Linked DNA regions of Canis lupus: region 1 is linked to region 2. The links are chromatin contacts, called in public Hi-C maps. All regions are on one chromosome and are shown on one strand. Each heading gives the region's core, a stretch centred on a gene start, on an enhancer-like site or on the middle of the called end of the contact. The rest is flanking DNA. Distances are from core to core; before and after follow the strand shown.

Region 1 (2,700 bases), core at 24-2,523, 170 kb after region 2:
AGCAACTTTCTGCACGTGACTTTCACACCCCCTCTCCGACCACGAAAACTCTCCACCGGCCTCTATATCACGGTCAAGCCTCTTCCCTCGCTGCCCGACCCCGCCCGACCTTTCCCGGCGGTTTGGGAACGTAGGGAAGATTTTTCTTGAGGACAGTTGACACCAATCTCTCGGCTGCCACCCGCAGCCCCAAAGAGACCAAGTCCTGGCAAAGAATAAGAAGGAAAAACTTTTTTTTCATATAAAGTTTGACAGCCACTTAAACTGCCTAAACCGGTGCCCCTTCCGAGTCCCCGCGGCGTGGGGCGGTGGGGCCTGGGGGCCGCAAGCATCCGTGGCCTGACTCTCGCTCCTCCCACCCCCTTCCTTCTGCACATCACACACACACACACACACACACGCACACACGTCACGAGCCCGCCAGCCAGACACCTGGATCTGGACTCGAGTCCCGACGCGAGCGCAGCGACACGCCAGGGCGGGCTCTCGCGGGGAGCGAGCGCGTGAAGGTGCGCGGGAGCGGGAGCGCACCGCATCTCGGCTGCGCGGGTCGGACCTGTCCCCACGCCCTGTCACTCGGGCGTCCTCCCGCCATCCGCTCCTGTCACCAGCCCCTGGCTCCGCCCCCCGGCTCCGCCCCGCGCCCCGCAGCCAATAGGCGCCCCCGACCTCTCTCCACCGCCCCGAGCCCTTTCCACACCCCCACGTTCCGGGAGCCGGTTGGCTGCGGCGCGCTCCGCGGAGCGCCCGTAGTCGCGGGGCGCTCGGGGCTCCTGGTAGGCGGAGCGGCCCGTCACTCCGGCAGGCTGGGCCCGCCCCCCCACCTCGGTCTCTCGCTCTCTTCCTGCGCAGTTCTTCGCAGCCTCCGCGGGGAAGTGCCGGGGCCGCTCCCCGGGCTCGGCCGGCAGCACCGCGAGGAGGCGAGCGGCCGTGCGCCCCGTCTGCGGTGAGCAGGGAGCGGGAGAGCGGCGTTGTCCCGCCCGAGCCGGAGCAGCCCCTCGCCCAGCAGCAGTTGCCGCCACCCCGACTTTCGTTCCAGTTGAGGCTCCTCCCGGGCAACATGTCAAAAGCCGCCACCGCTACAGCTGCCGCCGCCACCTGGGGAAGAGCAGCGGCGGCGGCGGCGGCGGCGGCGGCGGCGGCGGGCGCGCGGGGGCAATAAGCCGAGCCGCCCCGGCGTCCTGCGGGCCAGGGAACCCTCTGCGCGCTCGCAGCCCCGGCGGGCCCGCGCCATGTGCTGAGCCATGTCCCTCGCCGCGCCCCCGGGCTGCGCATGGGGCAGCGCCTGAGCGGCGGCCGATCCTGCCTCGATGTCCCCGGCCGGCTCCTGCCGCAGCCGCCGCCGTCCCCGCCGCCGGTGAGGAGGAAGCTCGCGCTGCTCTTCGCCATGCTCTGCGTCTGGCTCTACATGTTCCTGTACTCGTGCGCCGGCTCGTGCGCCGCGGCGCCGGGGCTGCTGCTGCTGGGCTCGGGGTCCCGCGCCGCCCACGCCCCGCCGGCCCTGGCTGCGGGGCCCGACGGGACTGCCCCCAGGCTGCCGTTCCCGGCGGCGCCGGCCACCCCGCCGGCCGCGGGCCAGGAGCCGGCCGAGGGCGCCGCGAGCCAGGAGGAGCCGAGTCCCGAGGCGCCGGACCCCCCCAGCTCCATCTCCAGCTTCTTCAGTGGGTCCGGGAGCAAGCAGCTGCCGCAGGCCATTATCATCGGCGTGAAGAAGGGCGGCACGCGGGCGCTGCTCGAGTTCCTGCGCGTGCACCCCGACGTGCGCGCCGTGGGCGCCGAGCCCCACTTCTTCGACCGCAGCTACGACAAGGGCCTCGCCTGGTACCGGTGAGTCTGCGCCCGGGGCCGGGGGCCGGGGCGGCGGGGCGGCGGGGCGGCGGCCGCGGTCGGGACCGGCAGAAGAGGGAGGGAGGGAGAGAGAGGTGGCGTGTGCTGGGGAGGTGACAGGGGCACAGCCCGCGACCACCGGTGGGGCGGGGAGGGACAGACGGAGGGAGAACCCGCGGCGCCCAGAACCCGCCCCAGGCTGGTGCGCGGGGCTGGTGCGCGGGGCCCCGCGCTCTCCACGGCGCAGAGAAACTTCTCGAGGAGCTCCGGCGGCTCCGTGGCCCACGGTGCTCCTCGAATTGGTCAAAGAAGGGGGCCCCGCGACTGGGATGGCGCCCAGGGGAGCGCGCAGCCCTCTAGTCGTGGCCGTTGCGCAAACCAAGCGATCCAGTGTTGCTTGTGTTTTAATTTTTTTTCCTCGCGGAGCCCGGGACGTGGTGCGCCCAGCCCGACGCGGTCTCCACCCTAGAGCAACTTCTGCTCCCCAGATGGGGATGGGGGCGGGGGGGGGGGAGACGGTGTCTGCAAACTTTTTTTTGTTAGGATCGTGCTCCTTGCTGGAATCCGCGGAGGGTCGGAGCCGCCTGGCTGGCGGGCTGCTTGGGCTCGGGAGGGTGAGCTGGGCGGCTGGCCCGGCGCCTCCGCCTGGCGGACGGGGAGACCCGCGGGCGGCGCGGAGCGTGGAGCGGTGCTGGTCCCTGTCGGGCAAAGGCGCGCACTGCAGCCGGCGGGGAGCGGCGCGCAGCTTGGAAGGCTCCGGGGCGCCTCGGGCTCCGCTCGCTGCCCTCCGCCTCCGGGGCCCGGGTGCCGGGAGAGCGCGGGCACGGACGCGCGTCTCCGCGGGCCCGGTACACGTCGGGGCGCCGCGCGCGT
Region 2 (2,700 bases), core at 69-2,568:
CTAGATAACGAGGTTCGGAGGGCTCAAGCAGGTCGGAAGGTCAGAGGTGAAGAGAGCTCTCGAAGGCGGCCCCTGCACCAGAGCCCCACATCAACCACCACACGCACCTGCTACCTCTCGAGATGCTCCCTTGCTGCGGCCCAGGGACCCCGAGTTCTCCCGCTGAGGAGCCAAGACAGGAGAGCCGCCGCGGATCGGACTGGAGGCTGGAGGCACTGTCCCATGGACCAGCATCCCAAACTTGACTGAAACTGAAGCGCGCGGAGGCCGCGCTCCAGCCGTGACCCCTCGCACGAGGTCACCGCGATCCCGCCACAGGACGCCGGGAAGCCTCGGGACGCAGAGGCGCCGGTCGCCGGAGCCCGCGGCCTCGTTTCCGGGAAGACTCGGCCACACTGTACTCCTCGCGTCTTCTCGAAGGAACCTCAGGCCTCCGACCTCCAGCTCTGCACCGCGCCTCCCGCCCGGAGCCCAACACTCGCCGCCACTCTCCTTTCCTTCCGCGTCTCGCCCGCCGGAAGTGACGCACCGGAAACGGCCCGGCTCCCACGGGGGCGGGGGACGGAGATGGCGGCGCCCAGCAGCCGGTGAGGAGAGAGGACACGGGGATCCCTGGGAGCGGCCGGACTCGCGCGTTATGGCCGCGTCCCCGCACACTCTTTCCTCACGCCTCCTGACAGGTACGGCACCCGTCCTTGGGCACGGCTTTGAGAAAATTCTCATCTTGTTGCCACGTGCAACGCCGTGGTTCCGGCTGGCCGCAACCTTGGGAGCCCTTGGCGAGGTCGGCTGGGCACCGGAGGCGAGGAAGTGACCTCTGGAGCAGCCTGAAGTGTGAAGCGGCCGTGGAGCCGGGGTCTGGTCCTGCACTGTGGCCCGGGGGTCCGCACAGCCTCCACCTCCCACCCCCTCCGGCGGGGGCGGTTGCGGCTGCTACTTACTTTCGGTTTCCCGAGGGGAGGCTGGAGGAGAGGATGGAGCAGAGCCTTGGGACCCCACGAGTCTCTGGCCCTCCCAGAGCCTCAGTTCCTACTTACAGGTGTAAGTTACTCGTAAGCTCCCCGTGTGGGGACCGGCGAGCGCTCTGCCCTCATTCAGGACCCTGGACCCCACACAAAGCGCTGTGCAGACCGCGGCGATAACACTGTCGTGATGACGATAAAAGGATGCAGATGGTGACAGCTAGAGGCGGCGGGCCTCGGTCCCTCGCAGACCTTTGGCTTTCTACCATCAGCGTGGGTCTCGATCCCATCCTCCCACTTGTAGGACCCTCCTTCCCACTTGTAACAACGACGTGTTTAAGGTGATAGAGACGTGCGTGCGTGGCCCAGGCTGGGTCTCCGCTCTAGTGGCACCTGTTGAGACACGCCCACCCCGACCACACCTGCCCCTCTGTTCTCGCATCACTCTTATTTCTTTGACCATGGTTAGCACAGTCTGTAATTGTTTGTTTATAGACAGGCTTGTTATGTGTTTCTCCCAACTAGATTGTAAACCCTGTGAAGGTTACAGACGGGTTCCTCTCTGGCTCTTCTCTGCACCCCCCCTCCCCCACCCCCTAAACGGTACCTGGTCTGTATCGTTGGCTCTCCATAATTGTTTGCCCATGAATGGTATTTGTCCATTCACCAGGGAGATATTAAATGTTTTAAAAAGGAGGTTGGGAATTGTTTCGCCTCCAGTAATTTGGATGATAACAAACGGCTGTGTGGGGAAATGTGTTGCTCCTGGTCTGTATTGGAGTTGGGTAGGAGAAGCCAGGGACTCGTTTTTGGGTCGAATCCCGTTTTTTAGGCCTCACCTGTCACGCTCTCTGCAGCACGGAGCAAGGTTGATCACAGCGACTCCCTTAAACTCCCTTCTTCCTTTTCTTTTATCGTATTATTATTTTATGGGTCTCTCTTGGCTGTGTAATCTCAGGGCACATCACTTGTGCTTTCCGGAATTGAGTTTTCTCATCTATAAAATGAGGCAGTTGAACCAGATGATCTCAAAGGTCCCTTCTGGTTCAGAACGAAGGGGGGTGGGGGATGGGAGGGAGTATAAATGAAATGAGATTGGCCATGGTTTTAATAATTGTTGAAGCTGGGGAATAAGTAATGGGAGCTCATTGTATTTGTGTGTTATCGTCTATGACTGAAATTTTTCATAATGACTTTTTTTTTAGGATTTTATTTATTTAAGAGAAAGAGTAAGCAAGAGAGAGAGAGAGTGTGTGTGTGTGTGAAGGAACAAGGGAAGGGGCAGAAGGGAGAATAAGAGGGAGAGGGAGACACAGACTCCCTCCCTGAGCAGGCAGCCCAACACTGGGCTCCATCCCAGTACTCTGGGATCATGACCTGACCTGAAGGCAGACACTTAACACCCTGAGCCACCCAGACGCCCCTGAAAAGTTTTTTAAAAGGTCTGTGATTCTTTTTTCTGTCATCCCTGACCTGGAGTATTCTTTGATCCTGGCCCTAAGCACTTATTCTCAGAGTGAGAATACATCATCCTTACCATCCTTTCTTGGTACTTGAATTGTTACTTCTGTGTAAGGTTTTTCCCTTGTGCGTTCCTTAAATTGGCTGCTTTTCTGCCTTTCAATCCTGTACTTACTTGCAGCTTCCTATGGGAACAATCTTACTTCACTGTTCAGCGTTCCCAGTTCTAGTAAGTGGGCTGCATATGGTTCATATGGTTTGTTGCCAGAGCAGTCTT

What was found. Hi-C and Micro-C count contacts between places; a contact is called where the count stands out from the background.
Region 1: a contact with region 2 is called in a Hi-C map of blood, with 2.4 times the contacts expected there. The contact joins the promoter of LOC489516 here to the promoter of LOC119871857 in region 2. A contact is called at or near these places in 2 of 9 Hi-C or Micro-C datasets (amygdala and blood).

The regions. Positions count from the first base shown.
Region 1 is chr5:38,240,181-38,242,880 of UU_Cfam_GSD_1.0, forward strand. It overlaps LOC489516 (heparan sulfate glucosamine 3-O-sulfotransferase 3B1), which reads left to right and starts at 1,274. Exons shown (of 2, transcript XM_038536946.1): 1 at 1,274-1,827. The coding sequence starts at 1,274.
Region 2 is chr5:38,071,572-38,074,271 of UU_Cfam_GSD_1.0, forward strand. LOC119871857 reads right to left here and starts at 1,319. Exons shown (of 2, transcript XM_038536945.1): 1 at 108-1,319. The coding sequence starts at 723. It overlaps COX10 (protoheme IX farnesyltransferase, mitochondrial), which reads left to right and starts at 520. Exons shown (of 7, transcript XM_038536944.1): 1 at 520-680. The coding sequence starts at 638.